2 separate regions of the Mus musculus genome follow, and region 1 is linked to region 2. Evidence: chromatin contacts called from public Hi-C data. All regions are on one chromosome and are shown on one strand. Each heading gives the region's core, a stretch centred on a gene start, on an enhancer-like site or on the middle of the called end of the contact. The rest is flanking DNA. Distances are from core to core; before and after follow the strand shown. Region 1 overlaps Cacng4 (calcium channel, voltage-dependent, gamma subunit 4). Region 2 overlaps Helz (helicase with zinc finger domain).

Region 1 (6,210 bases), core at 1,582-4,081, 150 kb before region 2:
GTGGGTGGGGGCAGTGGGAAAGTGTATTAACACACACACACACACACACACACACACACACACACACACACACTATGTGAAGGCCTGAAGTTTGATTTGGGAACTTATTCTTGGTCACTGTTTGACCTTATTCACTGAGGCAGGGTCTCTCGCCCTACCTGGGGACCTGCTTGTATGGCCAATTCTGTTAGCCAGCTTTTTCTGAGGATCCTCATCCTCTGCCTTGCAAGGCCTGGAATTACGAGCATGCCCAGCCAGCCTGAGGGGATGGGATCTAGAGATCCAAACTCAGTCTTTACAATTGCGTGGCAAACACTCCTGAGCCATCTCTCCATCTCCTTAACCACTTTTTTGAACAAGAGGACCCTGCAGATGGCCATCAGTGACCCTGAGCGACCTGTCCTGCTCCAAGAAGACTTTGGGGTACAGAAAAGCTGTGCTAGGGGGAAGAGGGTCACAGAGATGGCAGAAGGGTAAAGACAGATGGGTATGGAAGCTAGAACTCACTGCTCTTCCTTCCCTGAGAGAAACCACCAGGATGCACTCCAATCTAGATCAGGGGCTGTCTGGAAGGACGAAGGCTGGGTTACTATAGCACCACTGCTACCAGGCGTTTGTAGGGTCCCTCATGAATACCTAGCTTTGAGCTAGGCACAGTAGACCCCCAAAAGTGCAAATACTTCCCTTCTGGTTCTGGAGAGCCGCCTACAACAAAGAGAGGCATTTCACATGGTGGGGTGTGGGGAGAGCCTGTCAGACAGCAGGCCTGAACCAAACAGTATTCTTGTAATTGCATTGCAGGGAGCAGGCAGGGCAGTGAGACGGAGACAGACTTGGGTGAGTCAGGATTTGAGTCCAGACTGCTGCTGCCTCCTCCTCCTCTTCCTCTTCCTCTTCCTCTTTCTTCTCCTCCTCCTCCTCCAGGAACCCTAAGCCAATCAGTCTACCTTCTCCAAGACTCAGTTGCTTTGTGTGTAAAATGGGGTGGTAGCAGTCTCAGACAGAGAGAGGCACATGCTTGGCTTGGGGCTGGAACTGTAGCCCTGTACCATCTTCGTCTCATTTGATGCTGTAAAAGGATGCTCAGCACCTGGAGATGGTGTAGCAGAGCCAGAATGAGCGTGGGACTTGGGAACAGAATCCTTTGATGTTTAATCCCAGGACCTGTGCACACCTCACTCCCAGCCCATACCCCAAAGCACGGGCAAGGATAAAAATCACTGTGATGCCCCCCACCACCAAGACTCTCTCAGGACATCTCAGGACACTCAGGCTCTCATCCAGGGGCTGCACAGCCCAGCCAAGGCCATGCCACCAACTCCTCATTAAGATGCTGTGGGTGTGGGTGAGGCTACCCGGCACTGCTTCCGGGCCTCTCTCTGAAAAGCTCCGATAACAAGTGCACATTGACAGCAAGGGTTCCCCAGGCGAGCACGCCATCCCCAGCTCGCATCTGAGCCCTCGCCTGAGACATTTTCTCGCTTCAGCAATTTGGCTTGTCATACAAAAGGGGTTCTGATTCCTCCTGATGGCTGACTCCTCTTGCATGAAAAATGGCTTTTGTTATCTTTGAGTCTAAGGAGCCTAAGGATTCCTGACCGAGAGTCCAGGCCAGATGCCTGGTGGCTGAGAGGTCCCACTGGCTTAACCATTCGGAAGGCCTCTCCTCTCCCACCCTGGTGATCACTTATAATCTGTAGCCCGAGGCCCTGAGGCTGTTGCCCTCTGGCCTCTGAGTTTCTATCTCCTAGTCTCATACTAGTCAGCTCCTTTTTCCTCGGAGTGACTGTTTCTGATGTGTTCCAAAGATTCTCTTTTGGGTGACCACCATGCCAATATGTCATATACCATCCCTGTCATTCTTGGCCACTACTGGGGTCCTCTTTTCTTTTCGTGTGTGTGCCCCCCTTTGTCTGTGTCTATCACCACTCCTGTGTGTGTTCTGTGTGTGTGTGTGTGTGTGTGTGTGTGTGTGTGTGTATTTGTAGAGAAAGATAAGTTCAGTGTTATGTGTCTCTCTTGATCTCACTCCACCTTATTTTTGAGTCAGAGTCTCTCACCAAACCTACAGCTTACCAGCTCAACCAGGCTAGCTAGCCAGAGAACTCCAAGCAGCTGCCTGTCTCTTACTCCGTCTCCGAGGTGACAGGCCGAGTGCCACCTCTCCCAGCGTTTGTGTGGGCACCATGGCTCAAGCTCTAGTCCCGGAGCTTGCTTGCGTGGGAAGTACTTTACCCACTGAGCCATCTCCCCAGCACAGGCCTTGCTCTCCTGAACACCAGTTTCTCCCCCTTCCTTTCCTGTCTATCTTCCCTCTTTCTTTTCCATTTTTCTTTCTAATAATTTCTCCTCTTCCCTTCCTGGCTGGCCATATTTAAAGCATGCAAGCTTCTGGTGCGAGATAGCCTTTTTAAAGTTATTGAAGTATTTCCTAGATTTAAAAAAAAAGAAAGTATTATTTTAACTCTGCCATGATTAGGAGGGTTCTTAAACACAGAGAGAATTCTATTAAATAGCAAATTGAGTGAGTGGAAAACCCACAGTCATGGGACCTTTAAAGATCATCGGGTGCGGAGTAGATGTGACTGTGGTGATGGCTGTTTTATTAGGCTGGGAAAAATATTGGAAGGAAATTCACCAAACTGTTAATGCGGTAGTCATGGTAACCAGGAGTGATTTATCTTATCTCCTATGGTTTCCAAATTTTCTATTATGTTGGGGTTGGTGGTATAAACCTCACGCTTAAATCACGGGAAACCACCGGGCCAGTCTCCAGACAGATGAATGGATGCGTGTGTTCCTTCCCCACTGATGGTGTTTCGAGTCTTTATTCTTAAATGCATCTGGGCACCACGCCCATGGCTTCTGGCCAGGGTTTCACGACTGGCCGCCCCTGACTTATAACCAAATTGATTCCTGGATCAAAGCTTTCAAGAGCTGTCCATAGCTGGATCTTTTATTTCCCGTACGTTGCAGTTTATGTACGGTGTTTTCATCCTAGAGAGCTATCCTCTCCAATAAAAAGTGCCACAAAGTAATTGAGGGGGAAATGAAATGTGGGTGTGGGCTCTTAGGAACTTCTATCACGTACGTACAACTGAGTACCTCAGAGAGAGCCCTGGGGTGCCGAGAAGTGCCCTAGGGGGCGGCCAGGCTGACCACATTTCACAAAAATAGGAATCTAGTGCCGGTTAGACAGAAGAGCTTTGATCTGTTGCCTGCCCCTAGCTCCTGGAATTCTTCCCCTGTGACAAGTTTAAACTGCCTCATTGTTCCAAAAATCCTCACACGCGTTCAGATAAAGGGTACTCTCTCCAAAAATGGATTTCCCATCACTAATTCCATTTGTGTAGAGTTTAGGAAAATCTGCATAGTGAGTCCACAAGAGGAAAGGCAGCTTCCAGGGTGCCTTTTCATGCTGGTGACAATGTGACCTCTTTCTCTTGTGTCACAGTCACTTGACCCTTTAAATGCCACTTGCCGCAGACATCTAAGCTACCTCTCCATCCTGATGGCCAGGTCACCGTGCTGCTTCCCATTAGCAGGGGTCTCCATTAGGACAAAGGTATAAATGAACACTGCGGCAGACGCAGTGCCGTGAGAGCCCAGCGCTCTCCAGCTCTGATGCCAGCGAGCACTTGACCTGGAAAAGTTATTCGAGATTCTGATCAGAATTACTGTCCCTCCAGAGGTGACGATGGTGACGTCACTTTTTTCTTCTTCGGTCTTTCCTGGAACCTGAAAACAAAGCACTCATCTGTGACCCTTCAAGGCCTTTCAGATTCTTGGAAGTGCTTATTTCTCCTTAGTCTGCCCACCTCTAAAGGAGAGGGAAGGAGGTCTACCTGGAATTTTTGTTTTTGAATTATATATCTTATGTGTGACTGCATTATAGATTGTATATGGTTGCATATATATAGTTCATATATGGTTGCTATCTATGTGTATTATACATATATGCATATTCACATATACATATATGCACATGTATATGTGTATGTTGCTTGCCCGCTTCTGGCTTAAAATCAATCATTATAAAATGTTGGTTGGTGCCAGGCACTGACAAGATGCTGGGATCCACACCCTCAGGAGACCCTCTTCCCTTTTACAAGTGAGCCCAAGCAGGGAGAAGCCCAAGCTAGCCCCATCCAGTCCCCATCCAGTCCCCATCCAGTCCATGGTGTGTGCTTTCTTCTCCATCTGCCCCGCCCCCTGCTGATCACCTTTCTCTTTATCATAATTACAAATCCTTTAGCAGCTCTCAAGTGCTCTCTGCGGACCAAGCACAGTATCTATTATCTCCCGCTCCGTCCACTTCCCTTACGCTAGTCCGTTCCTCCTCTTAACAGCTTGGATTTAACCGTGTTTAATTAATTATTGAATTAACTACCAGGTAATCAGGTAGGTTGTGGACAGAAGCAGAGCTAGTGGTTGCATTGGTCCTTACTGTGTGCCAGCAGCTGCCCGAGTGGGTTTTACGCATTGATAGGCATTCACCTGCTTAATCCTCAGCTCCCCTCAGGGGCAGCAACCATCGCTACTTCCCATAGAGGGAGAAACTGAGGAACAGAGAAGTCAAGACGCATGCTTAAGGCTTCAAAAGCAGCAGCTAGTGGATTTGGGGTTCTCATCAAAATCAGTTGCCTCTGGCTTTCCTCCTTTGCCTCAGCTCTACCAGCTCCCATTCAATGATGGTACTGACTACGACCTACTGAAACTACCGCACAGGCATCCCACAGTAAGCCTCATCTTGGCAATGCACATGCATGCATCCCCTATGAGACACAGTGGGTACTGATACCCCAGTCTCTGGCTCCAAAGCCTGGTCTGAACTCCTTCTCAGCCCTATACAAAGAGCTATCATGCAGTGTGACTGCTACACAGTAATAGAGAGCGGGATTGCATTGTCTCTGCACCCTGTAATAGAGAGCGGGATTGCATTGTCTCTGCATCCCAGAGAGCCTACAGTGACCCCAGGAGATGGGGGGGGTCATAAGTAAGCAATTAATGCTACAGGGAGAGACTGGGTGTAACGAGCAAGCAGGACTCACCCAGCAGGGGCACCCCAGGGGTTGCTATATGCTGGCTATGGGCCAGGCTGGCATGGCAGGCTTCATGGAGGAGGAGACTAGAGCTCTGTGAAGCTCTGTGATCACAACCCTGAATGATGTTGGGTCCAAATCTGACTCCCAGAGGATGGAGCTACTGTGAGACGGGGCAGCTCTGAGGACGCTGTGCTCTCAGTGAGACAGGGGGCAGTCTGCTAAGACAGCTCTTTGAGAGGATATTCTCCACACATATCCAACCTCCAGGGAAGGTTCCACAGGGGATGTCACCCAAAGTCCAGACCCAGATCCCAATGATGGCACTCTCCTACCGGTTCCTGGCTAGCACACACAGGTGGGAAAACAGCCACCATCCTGCAGGCTTCCGTTGGGATCAAGTTAAACGGCACCAAGAATGTCTGGAGTGTGGGTAGCAAAATGGCATCTCTGAGAGCATTGATGGGCAGTCGAGAAGGGGAGCCTGCCAGGCTGTGGACATGTTCTGTCTCTACCTGGGTGGTAGTCACATGGGTGTGGAGGCATGTCCACCTGACTTCTCTCAGGGGTATACTCTGTCTATCAGCTTCAGTGAAAGCTATCCACAATGTGGGGTAGCAAAGGCCCCCTAGGTTGCCTGCTCTAACCCTCAGATGCCCCTAACAATTCCTAATTTAGGGTTTCTGGTTGTTGTTGTTATTTGACTCAGATACACTCAGCTCACTGGAGATGCATGTACCTAGCCCCTGCTAAGTTTTGGGGACTCACAGACTTGTTCACTTATTCACTCATTCATTCATTCACTCATTCAGCAGTTGTTTTACAAGTGCCTTTTTGGGATGCTGGAAGAAAAGGGTCTTTGTCAGCAAATTCTGTGGTGTAGAGCTCTCTAGAATGACATGACTGCCCCCAGGTTCATGCCTTGGGACCTGTAGCCTCCTATTAGTCTCAGAAACCCCATGAAAGGTAGGTCCTATCAGCCTCACAAGGTAACACAGCAGGAGGAGATTGGATTTGAACTCACCCAGGTGTGCCGTAACCTGAGTTCCAACAGGATTCTTCCAGCCACCCACTATAGCATGCTTAGCATGAAGCCTACCCTTGAGGGGTTCCTAAGTGAGGGATGATATGCTGCAACCCTTGGACAGGAGAAATTCCTTATGTCTCA
Region 2 (6,140 bases), core at 1,391-3,890:
ACATGGTGGCTCACAACCATCTGTAACGAGATCTGACGCCCTCTTCTGGTGTGTCTGAAGACAGCTACAGTGTACTTATATGTAATAAATAAATCTTTAAAAAAAAAAACAAGATTCAAAAGCAACTTAGCAAAAACCTCAACAAAATCACACACACACACACACACACACACACACACACACACACACACAACTGTCCAAATTTGAACTGATCACTAGTGAACAGATACCAACTAGAGAACAGGTGAAATGGCAAATGTTTTTCAGTCAAGGGCCAAAGAGCTTCTGTCCCTGCAGAAGATCCTGCATCATAAAAGCAGCCGCAGACAAGAAACCAGTTAATAAAAGGACACAGGAAGCTGCATTCCGATGAAAGAGACCTGGCCAGATGTGGCCCACAGGAACCTGTCACTGGGAGACAGCCACCTGTGGCAAGTGGGCATACCAGGTTCCAGGTCCAGCTGGCAGAGGTACTGGGAAGTGCTCAGTGTGACCACCACCACTCGATGTTTAAGAATATCTTCCTTCTGGGGCATCTGAAAGGTGGACTGTGTGCTCGAGATCAAGCAGTACTGATGCACGACTGGGTGGACAGTCTTCACCCAGCGATTCCGGAAATACACCCTAGAGAGAAGACGGCACCTCCTGTTAGAGTGTTCATAGTCGCTGAAGATGAAAACACTACACTGTCATTTAAGAGCACAGTGCCAAAAATTAACAAATGAATCCCATCCATAATCATTCCAACCCTCTCAGAGTTTAAGGCTGTAGTAGAAAGCTGCCACGATACGCCCGTGATGACCTTCCCTGGCACATATTTTTACAAGATTTCAACATTAAGTATAGGTGCCACCACATACCTAACTTTTTAAGTATTCAGATTAATCTTGCAACAGAATTAGCACACAAATATATGTTTTATGAGCAATGGTTTTAAATTAAGTTTGAAACCTTCCATTCTTAAATTACCTTTTTCAATTACAGTCTTACTAAAATGTATTTGACTCTGATTTTAATTATTTATGCTACTACAAACCATGGAATTACATGCTTAGAATATTTTTACTTTAGAACAGTTTGTAATAATTTTACTTCAGAAAAGTTCTTAAAATTATTATTTAAAAGGCCTCTGCCTTGGCTTCTGGAATCTGAAGGTAAATTTTTGAATAAACTTTATCAAAAACTCTAAATGCAAATCTTAAGACATGTCATCTTTTCAAGTAACTACAGTAGAAAATATGAACAGGCCTCAGCTATAGACTACTCTGATGGACAGCTACAACCCATACATCCAGCCTCCACCATCCCCATCCACCTACATGACAGACCTACTGGCTGCTGACTATGTTATAGCACACAGGCAGAGTGCACAGGGCTCGGGAGCAACCACAGCAGCCTTGGCTTTGCTTTGGGTTTGATAAAAAGCCATCAAGTGGACAGGGCAGCTGTAATGACTCATGTCACTAAATTCTCTGATCTCTGGGCAGAAATTACTTAGGCAGAGTTTAAGGGCGGCACACTTAACAGATGGGGGCAGGGTTTCCGGCATGTGCTGGCTACCCCTGTGGCCAACGTCAATGGGTCTGCACAGTGCCAACAGACATGAACACGGAAAGAGGAGCTCATGACGGACCCTCATCATCTCATACATGGAGATTCTAACCCGGTCCTGAGGGACGGGGATGGAGAGGGGACTGCAGGGAGCAGAAGCAGCAGGGAGCAATGTCAGGTTAGTGCCAGGGTAGACAGGAGATGAGGGTGGCTTGGGAAGCAGCAGAAATATACAAACTGGATTCACTAGATATGTTAACAGAATGCAACTAGATATACTCATAAATGAACTAGTGGTAAAGATTAAGGCAATGGATGATTTGGTTTTGTTTTGAAACAGAGTCTGAGCCAGGCTGGCCTCAAACTCACTACACAGTGGCTAGAGAACAATCCGCCCTACTGGACCACTGTCCCTCCCTCCTGAGGGCTGCCTCTGGCTTTGGAAACTGCACGAATGGCAGTAGTGTTTACAAAAGTGGAGAAAGAAATAAAACAAATGTAGCCGTTTTCAAATCAGAGTATTAACAGTGGCAAATGATGCTTTTAAGTTCATTATCCAAAATATACAACTGAGAATATAAATATAACTCAGGGTAAAGCTTATATAATACGCTCAGAGCCCTGGGTTCCCAGCACCACAGGGGGGAAAGAAGACATACATAAATATACATGTGACAGCATATTTACATATTTCCTCAAAACAAAATATTTACATATTTCCATGACTTAAACTAATCCTTAAATATGGTCTAGTATATATAATTTTAATTCACTGGGGTCTTATACATGTAACAAATTCATATACAATAAGCAACTACAAATGAACTGATGACCCCCCCCTTTTTTTTAAGCAAATTTTTCTTTAAAGACTACCCAAACGGCAGCTGCTGTTCACTGGCGGAGCAGCGGTGGCTTCCTCGGCATGGCCGGCCCCGTGCACTGCTCGGAACACCTTATCCTCAGAGCCACTAACAAAAAGAAAACTGCTTTCCTCCTCCTTCTTCTCCTTGCTTTGCCTTCTTTTCATTTGTCTGTTTTATAACTTCGAGACAAACTTTCACTGTAGCTCTTGCTAACTCCTCACCCAGTCAAGGCTGGCCTCAGTCAGATTGGCAATAGTCCATCTGCCTGGCATCACAAGTGCAGACCACAGCCACCTGTGGCCCCCATCCAGCTTTTTATGTGCCTTACAAAAACAACTCAATTCTATTTCTTTTTGTTTGTGCATGTGGGGACAGAGGAGGTTTGCGTGTATGTGTAGTATAGGCACAGGGGTACAAATCTCCCAATTCTAAATAAAATAAAAACTGAAACTCAAACCTAAAATGTCAAAAAACGCCATATATTTTAGGTTCAGCTCAATTGGCAAGTACAAGAAATTGCATGATTTTTAACCCTAACAAGTGGGCCTGCCCTATTCACTACTATTGTTACTCAATGGCTGCTCCAACTATCTCCCAGGGCCACATCTATACCAGAGTGCAGGGAAGAAGCCAGTCTGTGGTCAGCCTTGCTCCGTAGCAACAGGCCTGTGTTCCTTCTCAGTCATCTGCGGACATCTGGTGCCCTCTTGTGTTCTGTCTCTGGAATTCCAGTAAAGCTGATTTCCTGCCTGGCGAGGGGTGCAGCAAGCCCTTGCCTAGCAGAGACAGGCTGTGAGGTTCCAAAACCCTCAGACAAAGCTGGTCTTCCAGAGCAGTGATTCATTCTTGTCCTCTCTGTCTCTCAAATCTCTCGCAGTTATTACTGAGTAGGAAAACTATCAGTTAACCTGAGCTAATGCTAGAGTGAGGCCTAAACACTCAAGACGACCGCTCAGCCTCTGCTTCAGGGTAGCACCTTTCCCGGAGAGAAGGCCACAGTGGATGTGCAGGGCTGCATAAAGCAAACTCTCGGGGCGCTAGGCATTTCCCCGTTCTCCTGTGTACTGCATGAAATAGCCTGAGCCTTGCATTGGGAAATAAATTATTTTTCTACCTTGGGTTCAACAACTCTTAGAGTCAAGAAGAAATGAAATCTCTGCTGCGGGTGGGGCAGGTTTCTGCACTTGGGCCAGTCTGACTACACTCGACTGGAAAATCAGTTACTATTACATATATGCAGATGCATCATGGTGGATCCTCAAAGCCCAAAATGATTCCACATGGAAATACCTAGAGAATTAACAGAGTCTACACTCTTAAACATCAAACACCCCATGCTATGTCCATAAGGGCTTCCCTCAACTGTTTCTAAGCCAGGAGCACCTTGACATCCGAGACCACCACATTTCATATACAACATGCACACTCACATACATGAACACACACACACACACAACACACACATTCACATACACGCACAGACACACCCATGCTCGAGCGCACCTGATCTACCAATAAATACTACTAGGGAGAACAGGCAGGGTAAAACGAAAGCTCCTCCTTGTCCTCTGTGAGGTCAGAGGTTAGAGGCCTTAGCCTTCTGTCACTGCATCCTTCAGTAAAATCTTCACTCAGAGAACAGTAAGCACGGTCTTTTATTATTACATGCAACAGGATCTTCTACTGTGGTGGTTTCTGCTGTGTCCTAGAGCGAGAGGACAACACAGTATGGGTGTCTGTGTTAACATGCTACACCACTGCTCTAAACACTTTCAAAGGGGGCTGTGGTCCCAGGAATTGAAGAACTGAATAGCATAACTTCTTATTTCCATGCCTGGGCTCAAGTAGAAGTGAGAGGTTAATAAATTATGGATCAAAGTATAGCTAGAAACTAATTTTTAAGCAATAATTAAGCTAGAGAAAATACCCAAGGAGCTAAAGGGAACTGCAACCCTATAGGTGGAACAACATTTTGAACTAACCAGTACCCCGGAGCTCTTGTCTCTAGCTGCATATGTATCAAAAGATGGCCTAGTCGGCCATCACTGGAAAGAGAGGCCCATTGGACTTGCAAACTTTATATGCCCCAGTACAGGGGAACGCCAGGGCCAAAAAGTGGGAGTGGGTGGGTAGGGGGCTGGGGGGGAGGGTATGGGGGACTTTTGGGATAGCATTGGAAACGTAAATGAGGAAAATACCTAATAAAAAAAAGCAATAATCAATAATCATTTGTACAATAGGCCATGATATATTAGTTTATAACATGGCAAAACTAAACATTATTTCACATAACAAAAGTAAGTGGTATAATATGATTCTGCAGTGTTTTCTGAAGGAAAAGATTTTTATTTTCCCATAATCTGTATATAAGTGCATTTTGTGTTCACAGTCACCGAACCTAAAATGTCCTTTGAAACCCTGTCTTGTACGTGGCAGCAAGAAGCCTGGAACCCGTCCTCGGAGTGCCGCAGAGATCGTTTCCATGCGTCATGCTTCTCTAACGTGCGGCTTCCGCAAACAACCACAGTTAACATTTCACTCCCATTAAGAGCTGTCATCACATGACTACTCTGCTGTACACAATGTGCCAGAATTTTAATCAAACTCAATTTGATTTAAGCTAATCAATTTTCTTTAACCACTTTTCTTATGCTATCTTTTAGATGTACATACCAAAATCTACTCCAACCATAACAACAGTTTTACATGAGAAACTTAAAAAAAGATGTCTTTCTGTATACATAATGTTTCAGAAATGGTACACAATTTTTACATTTTTTGCCTTAATTTAAAAGATTTTTTTCCAATGACATAACCTCCAAATGCCAATGCAGAGTTGATGCTCCCAGAGCCCCGCCATCTTTACAGACACCTTTTCTTAAGAACAACACAGTACAATACAGATACATAATAAGCCTTAGAAATACCTGAGAGGTCTTGCCTGGGGATTGCCTGCTTCTACATATGGATGTAAATAATCCTTTATGTAGAGGTCAGCAGCACTATTAGAATGGGTGCAAATGAGAATCCTGCTGAAATAAATGGTGCAAATAAAAAGAATGACACAACAGAAGCTAGTCAGGCAGTTCAACACCAAGAGAGCAGTGGCCATCTTACACGTCCATTTCCCGCGCCCCGCTCACATTCAACAGGACCCATGGTGCCTTTGGGAGTTATGTTACTCTAAGCTAAAGAGTAGCTCCCCCAAATAATCTTTAAATCTATCCACAGTCCATAGTAAGGATTTTTAAACCCAGCCCTTAGACTTTTAATATACCCATAATGTATAACAGCTATGTCAAACTACCGTGTCTACACTGTCAACTTGTTCTTGTTATTTGGGGAGTGGGGGGTGGGGGGGAAGGGGGTGTTTTTGAGTCAGGGTTTCTCTGTGTAGCCCTGGCTGCCCACTATAGACCAGGCTAGCCTTGAGCTCAGAGATCCAGCTGGCTCTGCCTCCCAAGTGCTGGGATTAAAGGCACAAGCCGTTATGCCCAGTTTACACTGCCTGCCAACTTTTACAACAGCATGTTCTAAGAGAATACAAACTTCATCGCTTTGAGGCTAGGAAGAGGATGAAAACTGTCTCACTGCCCTCATTCTCTCTCTAAAGCAAGGAGAGAGGCTCTGCCTGGTGAAGAGACAGGGCATGCCTCCCTCGGCTCACCTGGTCTCCTGCTGCTGCAGTATGTGCTTGGCCGCCTGAGCCAGAGTGAAGGTTTTGCC

Evidence for each region. Hi-C and Micro-C count contacts between places; a contact is called where the count stands out from the background.
Region 1: a Hi-C map of neural progenitor cells shows a contact between it and region 2, with 2.2 times the contacts expected there. The contact joins two enhancer-like sites. A contact is called at or near these places in 13 of 484 Hi-C or Micro-C datasets (the C2C12 cell line, the G1E-ER4 cell line, bone marrow-derived macrophages and 9 more), 3 of 115 datasets of contacts at active chromatin or transcription factors (astrocytes, embryonic stem cells and oligodendrocyte precursor cells) and 1 of 9 other capture datasets (pancreatic islet).

The regions. Positions count from the first base shown.
Region 1 is chr11:107,774,277-107,780,486 of GRCm38.p6, reverse strand. All of the region lies in intron 1 of Cacng4 (calcium channel, voltage-dependent, gamma subunit 4), which reads left to right. Among named protein-coding and RNA genes, the nearest start is that of Gm11650, 16 kb to the left of the region's middle. Within about 2 kb of position 2,831, at least 13 of the 459 cell types and tissues checked have an H3K27ac peak or open chromatin away from gene starts, as enhancers often do. A contact at or near this core is called in neural progenitor cells and neural stem cells, where this site is marked.
Region 2 is chr11:107,626,656-107,632,795 of GRCm38.p6, reverse strand. It overlaps Helz (helicase with zinc finger domain), which reads right to left. Exons shown (of 33, transcript NM_001368755.1): 16 at 6,082-6,140; 17 at 5,342-5,443; 18 at 446-624. Among named protein-coding and RNA genes, the nearest start is that of Mir6932, 8.0 kb to the left of the region's middle. Within about 2 kb of position 2,640, at least 14 of the 459 cell types and tissues checked have an H3K27ac peak or open chromatin away from gene starts, as enhancers often do. A contact at or near this core is called in neural progenitor cells and neural stem cells, where this site is marked.